2 separate regions of the Columba livia genome follow, and region 1 is linked to region 2. The links are chromatin contacts, called in public Hi-C maps. All regions are on one chromosome and are shown on one strand. Each heading gives the region's core, a stretch centred on a gene start, on an enhancer-like site or on the middle of the called end of the contact. The rest is flanking DNA. Distances are from core to core; before and after follow the strand shown. Region 1 holds the start of SBK1 (SH3 domain binding kinase 1). Region 2 overlaps DNAAF8 (dynein axonemal assembly factor 8).

Region 1 (6,358 bases), core at 1,818-4,317, 44 kb before region 2:
TACAGGCAAAGGAGAAAGTACTTTGGGGCTGTTGCTTTTTTTAAACCTACACAAAGTTCAGAGTCTGTCCCTGACTTCTTAGACATCAAAGACCCACCAGGCAAAGCGACAAAATGTCCCAACATGCCATTCTGCACCTCTCCCTGTTCCGAGGCTCCCACGATTTTGAGAGGGGCCAGCAGAGATGCAGGGGGCAGTGGAGGAGAACAGCACAGCTCAGGCTCCCATGAGCAAGGTCCCCACCTTGAGCTCATGTGGGGCACCCACCAGGAGCCGCATGGATTTGTGACTGTCTGCTCGGTCCCACCAGGAGGCAGCTAATGGGTTTTTATGGAGCTGGGTACAGCGAGATGGGAACAAGGTCCCATCAGCCAGGCACCACGGTGGACCAGCAAGGTCTCCCCTTCTTCCAGGAAGCGTGAGGTGGAGGGAGCTGTGAAGCCAGAAGCCATTAGGGGCTCCCCGGGGCTGGGCACACTCTTTCCTTCTGTGGGAGAGCAGCCCTTCTTCTCTGGATTTCTGCTCCTCTACACTTGGCCCATTAGCTGAGGCATTAAATTTTAACATTTTTTGTTGCTCTTTGCAGTGTGTTCTTGGTGAGTGGGTGCCTGGGTGGGTGCCAGGTCCATGGTGCTGTACCCAGGGGGCCTGGGGGGCCATGGGAGTCTGGCTGTGGCAGGGGTACCCGCCTGCACCCCACGGGCTGGAGAGGGGCTCCTCTGGTGCCAGAAACCTGCGGAATGCTGATGCTCAGGGACCAGCACGGCAGCAGCATCCCTGCAAACACACTGCACAGCCCCATTGTCTTGGGCAGATGTCCCCACCAGCTCCCCGCATAGGCAGGGGGTGACAAGACGGTGCCGCTCCCACATCAGCCCAGCCCGCAAGGCCAGCCAGGTGAGCATGCGAGGAAGAGCCCCCTGCTCTGAATCACGAAGCTCCTGCTGCTCCAGGCCTGGGGCAACATGCTCTCACCCATCATGGCTGTGCACACACGTGTTCCCTGCGCTCAGCCATGTGTGGGCATGTACACCAAGCACACCCATGCACATGCATACACGCTGAGCAGAGCCATGCACATGTGCACTTGTACATCAACTCCAGCCAGGCCCGTGTAAACACACCCATAACCATGGCCAGAGAGCACAGCCAGCCAGGCATCCTCCCCACACACCCCCGGGATGCATCCACCCTGTCCCAGCCAGCCAAGGCACTGGAGGCTGGTCCACTGGGGGCAGGTCTGAGGACCTGGCTGTAGGGCAGGGGTCTCTGCTGCGCCCTGGGCCTCATCCTGGATTGGGTCCAGTGTGGGCGGCTGAGCCCCACCAGAGTTACAAAGCGCAGGGACCTCGCAGCCTCACAGGTAGAACTATGTAGCCCAGCACATGTCTAGATCATGTAAAAAGGTGATGGAAATAAGTTTGGGATAAACCACCCTCAAGGTTGGGTCCCCTGTCAGCTGTGCAGTGAAGACAGGACCCTCGAGCAGTATGGCTGGGAGTTTTCTGGCCAAGAGAAATTAAAAAGCCATCGATTTTTGCCATTAGAGGGGGTGTGGCTGGAGCAGATGCACTGCAAGCAGAGCCACACACTGAATAATTCACAACGAGAAATGACAAAGCCTGTGGCCAGCCTGGGGAAGCCTTTCTGTGTCCTCCTGCTGCCACCTCCCAAGGACATGGCCTTTGCTTTTGTCCCAGGGTGCTGGGTGCTGCCTGGGGCGAGGGACTGTCACCACTCTTGGTCTCAGGGACCTGGGGACCCCCTGCTGGTCCCTGACCTGTTCCCAGCAGATATGGAACAGTGAGACTGCAGAGCTGCTTGGTGAGGGCATGTGGCCACATGGGTGAGGGGGGTCTCCTGACCCAGCACGCTGTCCCTGGGGTGGCCCAGCTCATTCCCTGGGGAGCAGCCAGAGATCACTGGCACAGTTGCCCTGGCTTGACCCGATGGCACAGAGCCACCCCTTGTGGGGCAGGGCCACCTCTTGTGGGACAAAACCACTTATTGGGGGGCAAAAACACCTACTGTGGGGAAGAGACACCACTTGTGGGGCAGGGATACCCCTCACAGAGCACCATGATGCTCCTGCCATGCCCAGGCAGGACTGTAACGCTGAGCCCTGCCATGCTGTGCCTTGCCATGCCCCACCATGCCTGGCCATGTAGTGGGGAGCAGACCCCTGAAATGGCTCCCAGACCAACTTCTCCATCACCGTTGTGGCTCAGGGCACCCACAGGCACCCAGGCTGAGACAAATCCCCTCCCCAGTTGTGCCATGTGCCCTATGCCAAGGGCTGGAGGGGACAGAGCTGGGGGAAGGAGGAGGTCAGGGCACTGGGGGACAGAGCATGGGTCTCTTGGTGACACTCGGTGCACTGAGAAGACAGGCTGAGTTTGCCAGGTCTCAGCTGTGGTGCTGGCGAGCCCCGAGGCAGCAGCCTGGAGCCGGGAGAGGGCGGCTGGAGCCTGGGCAGGGCTGGTAGTGGCAGCCAAGGAGTTAACTTCCCAGCCTTGCCGCATGAATCTGGAGCTATTAATACTCACACACTGGTTTAGCTGTCAGAGAGAGCGGCTGCTCTGCCGGTGAGACAAGCCCCGCGGAGCCGCAGCTCGCCAACGACACAACTTTCCTCCGTGAGTGTGCGGGGCTCCCAGCCTGCCCGCCTGCCTGCCAGACCCTGCTGGATCCTGCCAGACCCTGCTGCATCCTGCCAGACCCTGCCTGCACGGTCCTGTGCAGGGGACACTTTCCCCAGCAGTGCTGTGGGCGCTGTCCTCTGTGCCCACCACCAGCCGGTGCCACATGGGCGCTGTGTGCCAGAGAAGGGCAGCTGCTTCCCCCGGCCTCTGAAACAGCACAGCGCTCATCTTGCCCTGCCGGACTCCTCAGCCTGGACAATGCCATCCCAGGTCCCTGCCCACAACCCCTGAGGACTGGTGCCAACTGGGCTGCATGATGGATGCCGGGATGGCATTGGGCATCGCTGGCCCCGGAGTGAGGGCGACGTGGGACATGGCACAGCCCAGTGCTGCCTCTGCATGCAGTGAGTGGCCGACCTCAATGCTCAGCCCAGCCGTGTGAAGGGCTCCCTGACACCATGGCCCTGAGTGGGCAAGTGTGAGCCTCCCGCTGCCGGCCGCACTGGCAAGGGGGAGGAAGATGCCAACACCACTTTGGCACTGCCTGGCCTCCAGTCCCCCTCGCTCGGGCACGGCGGCTGCTGGAGTTGAGCGATGGATTCCTTCTGCTTTGTCTGCTTCCAGAAAGAGGAGCTGCAGCCCCTGCACCTGCACAGGTCAGTGCCGCGGTGCCCGGCTGGGCGGCATGCCGCTGGTGGAGATGCTGCAAACCTGTGATAGGCATGGGAGAATGACACTGAGCTGGGCTGGGGGACAATGCCTGGCATGAGAGCTGCCTGCCTTGGCTGTGCCAAAGTTTCCCTTGGAGCAGGTGCATCCTCTCCCGGCCAGAGGAGACCATGGCCTGGCGCTGTGCTGTGCCGAGAGAGGCTGTGTGCACAGCACGTGCTTCCCTGGCAGAAGCTCTCCAGGGCACGGGGCGGGTGTCCTGTGCTGTGCTGTGCCATGTCGAGTGGTGCTGGTGTGCCCATGGGAGCAGGGCCGCTGAAGCAGCACCTGAATCCACACTGTCCCAGAGCTAACGTGCTCCCCTGAATGGGATCCCTGGCCAGACTCAGCTCCCAGGGCCTTGCTGCTGCCACTGGGGTAGGGGCTGTCTGGAGGGTCAGGGGGCCAGGGCAGTGGGGAGGTCCTCAAGAAGAGCCACAAGGCTCCCCAAGGCTTGGCCCTCTCGGCAGCAGCACCGGAACTCCCCTCTCTCCTCCCCGAAAGCTCCTCTCCCATCCACGGTGCTGAGCGGCAGCCAAGGCGAATGTGCCTGTGCCGGAATTAGCCCAGCAGCCGGCAGGGATGCGAGGTGTGAATGCCGGCACATGTTGTGCCCAACTGCTCCTCCGTGGCACCGAGCCACTGCCGGCTCCTGTCCCACGCTGCCATGCCCAGAGCAAAGCTCCCACCTGCTGTGGCTGGGAGCACCCCCAAGCACCAGGAGACCCCACAAGCACCGGCTACCCATGGTGAGGTCCAGGGGGGCAGTGATGCTGGGCTGGCGCCTGGGCAGGGCTATCATCTGAGCTGTGAGTGCGTGTCAGTCCAGGCAGTTGTCCTTCCAGCCGGTGTGCAAGAAGCTGTAAGATTTGTTTTGGTGTAAATCACGTTTTTTGGTGCTTTGATTCCCGTGACACATTGCCCATGAGCTTGGCGCTGGCTGGGAAGGCACTGGGTGATGTGGGGTGGGACTGGGGGACCAGGGGTAGGAGAGGGACCTCGAGTGTGGGTGCTGCTGGCTGGACAGGGACACGGAGAATCCCTGGGACTCCCCTCTAACAGCCTGACCTGTAGCTGCAGCTGAGTGGCTGCATCCAGCCTGTGCTGGGCACAGGTGGCACGAGTTTGGTGTTTTCAGCCAGGGAGTGGTGCACCCACAGTGGCAATGTGGTGGCTCAAGGTCCTGTGTGGTGGCCACAGGGACCATGCCTCCCTGTGCAGGGGGACAGCAAGGGATGGACACTTGTGGCTTGTCGCCAGAGACGTTTCCGCATCCTGCCCTGCTTCAACAAGGGCTGTGCTGGCTGGGGCTCTCTGTCCCTGAACAACCCTCCCAGTTGTCACCAGCCTGTCCCCACCAGACTTTCCCTGGGCCTGCCTCCAGGCCACAGGGACAGGACTGTCATTGCCTGCCATGGCCAGCACAACAGCTGCCGGGGGTGGGCTCCTCCCAGGCTGAAAGGGGGGTGTCTGCAGAGAGACCCACCAAGTGCTCCCCACTCCGTCACCGTCCCACCGCCCGTTCCTGGGCCTGTCACCCTGCAGCGGGGGGAGCACGTGGGCCCCCGTGGGTGGGTGCCGGCGGCAGCGTGCCTGTCCCCACAGCCTCGCTAGATGGTGCCAGGAGAACGAGCTGCTAGTGGAGGCGGCCGGCGGGCGTGCGGTGCTGGATGGTGCCAGGATGGCTGGGGTGCTGGAGCAGACCCCGTGGCTCCCCCCGTGCACTCAGGGTGCTGGAGCAGTCCACATGGCTCTCGCCATGCTCCCAGTTCAGTCCTGCTTCAGCCTCAGCTGGTGATGGAATGGGAAATGCTGCAAGCGGGAGCTGTGGGCAAAGCTGTGCTGCGGCCCCAGGCAGTGATTCAGCTGGTGTCTATGGCTTCAGACCCAGGTGGGGATGGGAGCGGGACAATGCCGTGGCCCCACTACACCCCCAAATTCCACCTCCCCCATGAAGAAACCTATTCTGCTTCTTTTCAGAAGAAACCCATTCAAAAGAAAACCATTCTGTTTCCTTTCAGTAGCTGAATAGTCATCATTATGCTCCAGAGTCAACCACATCCAAGCTCCTGGCAAGTGGCTGCAGGCAGATGGTTCCGCAGGTCCTGGCCCAGCCTATGCAGGGGCACCAGCACACAGGACACTGTGCCCTCAGCCTGGCTGGCTTGGGTCCATCCTGTGTCCCCCAGGCACATGGAACAGAGTCTGGGGGGCTGCAGTGGGGGAGTCAGCAAACCAATGGCTTCTGACAGCAGTCCAGTGCATCCCCACCACAAAGCTGAGCTGCAGATTGTGCCACATGGCGCCTGGGCTGTGTCTCCTCTCTGACCTTGGGAGGCACCACTGGGAATCTCATCCCGGCAGCCATGGCAGGGGATGGTGGCACATCGCTCGGGGCAACCACTGGGGTGAGGGCACTTAAGTCCCCACCCCAGCACTCTGGGAACCAGGTCCCACCATCCCTATTTCCCCTTAAAATCCCCCTGGCTGGGTGGTGTCCCCAGGGACTGAAGGGACACCTGGCCCCCCATCAACACGGGTCATGCATCACGGGCTGGTGATGCAGAGGGATGCCGGGCAGGCAGCCCTGGCCACGGGGGATGGACAGTGGGCATCGAAGGTTGTGCCAGTGCCTGCTCTGTGTAGTGAGGCTGGCCCAACCACAGGGGCTGCGCAGGAAGTTTGGAGGGGCTTGGTGGATGTTGCGGGGGAGAAAACATCCAAAAGCAGCTGGGAGACACCATGAGCAGCTCCCCAGGCTGAGCATGTCCCCTCCGCTGGCACTGCGGCTCCCGGCGTGCTACGCTCCCGCGTTGCCCTCCCTCCTTCCCTCCCCGCCTGCTCCTTCCCAGCATCCCTGCCAGCATCTTAAGGCTGATTTTAGCTCATGTCACCAGAGTGTGACAGGCTGCGGGTGGCCGTGGCACCTCGACCTGTGTGCTATGCAGGACATGGCCTCTTGGCTCCCACTCTGCCAGGGGGCACTAAGTGATGGTGAAGGGATGAGT
Region 2 (6,247 bases), core at 722-3,221:
CTCTTTCACTTTTCTATCATACAAAACCATTCACTGACTTTGACCCAAATAATCTCTCACTTGCATCCCTTCTAAACTGTATTTCTAAGAAGTAAGCTATAAACTCAAAACCATTGGCTCAATCCTTATATTCTCTCCTGCATTTAAAAATGAAAAATTATCCATGAGAAAGCCCCCCTGTTCTTAAATTGGTCAGTTATGTAAGGGATGCGATCCATGTAGTGATGTTTGTCAAGCCTCCCACCCTATGGAAACCCAGAGCAAAGGAACTCCTGGGATTTCAATCCCATCGCGTGACTGCACATGCAAAACATACAGGAAAGTTTCACAGGCTCTCCTGGGAGAACACAGCTCTGTTTAGATGAGGATGAAGAGTTTCAGCATGTCATTATATACTGCAAAATTCTGACATTTATTCTGGTCTATATAATACAAAATTAAACCTTTTCTGCATAAAAAATATGCTTAAAAATATGCTTAAAAAATATGTATATAGTCCACTTTTCTAAGGGCCTTCTCCGAAAACAGTGATCATGACTTAATGAAAACTTTCAAAAGGACTGGATAGAACATACCAAGATTCATCCATGGCAGAAACATATGCAAAAGAAAATGTTCAGAGACATGTTTTCTGTTATACAAACCATAATGAATTAAATGTTTTTCTTCCAGAGCTTCTAAACAGTGCTTTTAGATCCACATAACAAGCCCCTTTTGCCTCAATTTTCTTTCAGTTATTCCCCAGAAAAGGTGCAGACGTTGGGTTAAAGACAATGTTGTTTCTAATTGCTACTGGTGGTGTCAGGGAGTCAAGGTGACTTCTTTCCTTCTGATACATCCTCACATCTGCTCTAGACTCTGCCAGCCAAATGATGCCTTTATTTACATCCTGCCTCTGCACCGTCTTCAAACCGTGTCCTCACTGACACCCAGCAGCTGTGGTGAGATTGCATGAGTGCAGCTGACTTGAATTCAGTGAGTAATTCTGGTGATGCAGACGGAGAGGAAGCTCCAGCTGTGTGCTGGCTCGGGAGGACTAACGGGATTAAAAAGCAGCAAAATTGTCCTTCTGCCTCTCCATTTAGAATCACAAGATAGGACTGGAGGGAATCCGTCAAGTTATTGAGTCCAGCGACCTGCTACTGCAGGCAATCGTATCAGGTAATCCTCAACAGAATGATCAGGTCCTGCTATAAAATCAAGCTTTATAGCTAGTGTCCAAACCCACAGATCTCTGCAGGACTGGATCTGCTGGGTAAGCACAGAAAGGAGATACATCCTCCCCAGGCAGAGCTCCCTCGGGAGCCATCGCTTCTCACCATCTGAACACAATCAGGTCACGCTAGGAGCTGAGCAGACAATGTCAGCACTATTTACCTGACCTTTATTTTTAAAAAATTATTATTAAACTTCAGATAAAAAGTATTATCATGGCTCCTGTGACTGGGTAACCTCAGCAGACCAATCCATTATTTATTGTATGCCAAAAGCTACTTAGAAGCTGAATGTTAGTTTAAGTTGAAAAAGTAATCATGCATCCGAAATCATGTTGCTGAGGATTTCTGTCAGCCTGCATGTAAATAATACATTTGAAAGAGGAATAAAATGCTAGGTAGTCTTGCTACCAGAGAATAAAACCCAATTCTGCTACCAAGTACTATGTACACAAAACAAACTGGCACATTGCAGAACACGTAGGTGTTTTCTAGAGATTTTTGGAGATTGATTTTGGACCAGGCTCTGTGTAAGGAGAGAAAAAGCCCTAGGCAGAATTCCTAGAAGGGTCAGACACGCTGGCTTCATGTTCTTCAACAGAAAATGCTAAATTTCAGCAATTTGTCCCCATATTAAGACTCCCATTTTAAAAACAGCACTGTATCCCACTGCACCCTACACTGAGAAACAGATCAACAATGAACATCAATTCAAATGCTTTACATGAAATTCAGCTGTAAAAGAGTTCTGCCCCCACCAGCTGCCATTGTAATGCTTACAAGCCAGATTTTCAAAATAACCCAGTCCCTGAAGCATGCTGAGGCTTTTTGAAAATCTACCTACTTGTGTTGGGAGCTCAGCCTTTTTCAGCCCTCATGAGTGAAAGGCATTTAGATGTGTTCTAAAAATGAAAAGGAGGCCCTGTACTGCAGAAAGCATTTCCTACTGTCCATTCCCCCTTGCCAGGGGCAGACTATTATCTCTGCTTTCTCACTTTCAAAACCTGCATTTTTTTCTGCGAACAAAACCCCGATAGTTTGTAATTTTTAAACTCCTTAGTCACCAGCTCTTCAAGGAAACTAAATCAACGCTCAACAGCAGCTCTAGTGTGTTAGAGAACTCCAAAAACAAGAGAAAATTTTTATGAAACAACCTCTCTTCAGATTTACCCCACACATATCTACATTACTTCCCGAGGTAGACATCTGGATTTTTTAAAATGTTTTCTGTTTCAGATGATCAACTAAGCATTTTTGTAGCTAGTTGTATGATTAAAAGCCATATTGGAAAGCATTTCCCCATCAACTCTAACAGCCACTATATCAGTCTTACCAGTGGTCTGTAAATATTTAAAAATCAACTGCTTGTGCTCCATTGCTTTGCTAACGTGCAGAAAGTATTAATTGTTCCCGACTGACAGTTATGTTAGAGCACTCTCCTGACACGTTCCCATCTTCTTCTGGAAGCCTCTATTAGAAATTTCTATATGAAAGAGTGCTATAAACCCTCCTGACCTAACTCAAGAGCAATATCAATTGTAAAGGCTTGTTTTCTGTCAAAGTTAATTGGTTAAATGTCTTCATGAAAGTAGTCAAATAACAAGGTTGGGTAGGGTTTTTTCTGTGTGTTTTTGTTTGCTTGGTTGTTGTTGTGGGTTTGTTGTTGTTGTTGTTTGGGGATCTTTGTATTGTTTAAGGGGACAAACATAATTAAACTCCTCTAAAATGCTCAGCTTTCAGTTTCCTGGCTTTCTCAGTATCTTTACATTAATCTCAGAATATTTTAGTTTGGGGAAAAAAAATCTAATGCTATAAAAGAGCAGAAACATAAATCTAGTTTTAGATAACAAAAACCTTTAACACCTCAAGATTTAAGAACCCTCTTTATTGCCTATTAGACATAAGAAATGACACTAACTCAATTTTTTCTCTTTGCAGGTCATTTTTATAGACTCTTGAACACAGGCCTCCTGGAACAGAGATTCAGCTGTATATATAATGTAATACAAGGTAACAGGGCTCCAGAGGTATAGATCCTCTGGCAGTGCAATGAATGTTTCCCTGCTCCCAGGTTCAAACACATGGCAGGAGAAGCAGACACACGTGCAGGGGCTGTGTTGTGCTCCTCAGATGTGTCCTACCTGGAATGACCTTGGGGAAGACGGAGACAACACCTGTTTTGCAGCTAAAGAGTCAGCATTGCAAATTAGCGACAACACAAATTCCTGGGAGGTCTGTATTGCCTGTATCTTCCAAACTTTTGTTTTAGAGAAACCAGGTCTGCTTCTTTATGGCATGCGATAAAAGAAGCTGTCAGCATGTCAGCTTGCTTTGTGTCTGCTGCCAGTACAGATCTGATTGTGCTATATAGTTCACTTCAACAACTCACAAATCCCGGATGGGAAATATTGTTTTTTTCAGGAATGGATTTTTCACTTGCTAACATACTTCCCCACTCTGACCCCAAGCCAGTTTCTGCCAGTTTCTTAACAAACCTGTTTTACTTCAGAAGAAAGGAGTCCTAAGGCAACGTCTGGTTCCAGGTTTATGTGTTTCATCCCAACGACTCTGAATTTTTCTAGGTCAAGTTTTCGGAGGATCCTTGCAAGACTGTGGCTCCAGGCACCAGGTTTGATCAGCAGCACTGTGCAAAGAATCTGGGCGCCTGTAACAAAGCACACCAGTGAAACCCAGAGCTCTCCTAAAAATGGAGGTAAAACATACAGCGATATTTGTTTACTAGCCTGGACAGACATCTGTAGAAGAGGGTTATCCAAAAGCTGGCATGAAGTTCACAAAAACTTGAACAAGTCCATTAAAAATATCTGTGTATATATGATTTTATTTTGTTTTGACTTGTTTAATTTTTAGTTGAAAAAGATATCTAAAGCTGCCTAGGCTTGTAGTTTTTTTTTTTCAGGAAGTCTGCTCTGAGTCCAAAAAGTTTAGTGGCAGGTCTGTAGGATAAGACTGAACCCTTTATATTATAGATTAATGTTTTAAGAGGGATAAAATATTTCCTTTTACATTTTTCATGTGAACTGTAGTGATTATGTGATATAATCCTTGAGGCAGTTATTAAATTCTTATTACTCACAGTTTATCTCCCTGTGTTCTGTATCTCTCTGTTAGAGCTACATTTCACAGAGGCACTAACAAGTATGACAGGTCCCAATTAATGTTCTAAACCTATTACAAATAGAACGCGTTTACTAAAACTGAAATTTCAGCAAAAACTTTTTGTTACTGACAAAGCTCTCTCAGCAGAGCTGCCAGCCAGGTGCAGCACTCGCTGTGCTATGAGCAACAGAAAACAAGAGACCAATATAGTTTTGCTGTCTAATGATACAAAATGTACTAAAAGGCAGAAAATACCTAAATTTCATTTTTAAATGACAGCATTTTCAAGTTATTAGTTTCACTAACCTAAGTACCTTATTACTAGGAATATAGTTACTATTTTATCCTAATAATATCCTTTGAAGATTTACTGGCAACTGCGGTGTTGGAACCAGTCAGCTAGGACCATTAACTGCTGGTGCCTAACCATGGCAATTAGCGTGAAGCATGAGGTAACAGTACTGCAGGCTGCTAAAATTGATCCATGATTATCTGTTTGTGTACATAAAACGTCATTTTGTGTTTCCTGTGCACCCCACTACTAATTATGCAGATGTCAATGCAACAAAGCAGCAACAATGCTACATATAATTTAATGCATACTGTTATTTTCAAATGGCAAGATGTACGTTGCTGATTTATGAAAGAGAAATATGGGATCAAAAATAAAAAGCAAGATTACTACTCCCCCACTTGATATGGAAACTTAACCCTTATTGTTCAGGGAGCCCTTCTAGTAAAGATCTGCTATTTTCCTTGCATCATTCTTGAATAGAAAGGTTTAAGTGCCATAGCAACAGCCTGCAAGCTGCTTGGATCCACTCAGCTGCTCGCATACAGAACAGCAATCTCAACCGTATACCATTACATGAGCGTTCATTGTCCTCAAGTTGTTTTATTCACCATCTGCTATGTTTCTGGGCAAACATTCTCATTCTTGTGGTATGTGAATCACTACATGCTGCATATTTATGTGCTTTAGACATTTCAGGAGGGATTTGTCTTATGTCTCTTTGCCATCTTGGTTTGGTCAAAACCAAATGTCATAAACAGGGAGAAGACCTTGCCACCTAGAGGTGGTTTTCTCTCCTTGGTGATTATGAGTAACAACTGTTAGAAAAAATACCACTATCTATCAATGGAACAGTGTCTATTGATCATTAATTACCAAAGGTGACTGCTTAGCAGACCTCAAACATGCCCGATATCCATCTCCAGTTCTGCCTGTTTAGTGACCTTTCCAGTTTTGCCCAAGTTGTCTGGTCTGTGTTCTGGTTTTCCACTTTGGAATATTTTTAGATCCCTTTCTCACGGCCCATGACTTTTTCCCAATAAAATTATTACATAGGTTTTGATTTCATTGTGTAACTGTGAAAAATACTGTTTATTTTATATACTATTTATATACAATACTTTAGAGATGTGTGTGGCTTAAAATAAGTGTGAACTCAAGAGAAGCAAATACCAGATTTCCTGGCATGCTTAGAAAAGAGCACATATCACAGCCTGTATTTAAGCCTAAGGAAGGAGTTGCTTTAACCCTTTTGCTTATTTTTGGTTGGTACATCTAGACAAGTTAATTCCACAAAGCTGTTATGAAATCACATTTTTCCATTTGCTCTTCTCTCACCTGTTTGCAAGTAGGTAAACAGGGATTCTGCACGGCATCTCTGGCTTGCTCCCACTAAATAAGAAAAGCAGAGAGATTTGATTGGTACACATGTTCTGGGACAATCATTTGAGAATTCTGTTACCATCCTCACATAATGCACCCAACAGTGCAACAACACACTGTTATTTTAAAACGTTATACTGGGACATGCATGGCTTGATTTCAGGTGTATAGGGACACCTTGGAAGATGACTCACTCACCATTTCTTCAGTAAGACCAATAGCATACACCAAAAGGGAC

Evidence for each region. A called contact is a pair of places that touch in the nucleus more often than the background predicts.
Region 1: a contact with region 2 is called in a Hi-C map of liver, with 1.7 times the contacts expected there. The contact joins the promoter of SBK1 here to the enhancer-like site in region 2. A contact is called at or near these places in 2 of 2 Hi-C or Micro-C datasets (crop and liver).

What each region holds. Positions count from the first base shown.
Region 1 is chr15:7,874,027-7,880,384 of bColLiv1.pat.W.v2, reverse strand. It overlaps SBK1 (SH3 domain binding kinase 1), which reads left to right and starts at 3,067. Exons shown (of 4, transcript XM_021291956.2): 1 at 3,067-3,298. The coding sequence starts at 3,237.
Region 2 is chr15:7,828,610-7,834,856 of bColLiv1.pat.W.v2, reverse strand. DNAAF8 (dynein axonemal assembly factor 8) reads right to left here. Exons shown (of 31, transcript XM_065030896.1): 23 at 5,965-6,018; 24 at 3,710-3,879. Among named protein-coding and RNA genes, the nearest start is that of SBK1, 46 kb to the left of the region's middle. Within about 2 kb of position 1,971, at least 1 of the 3 cell types and tissues checked has an H3K27ac peak away from gene starts, as active enhancers do.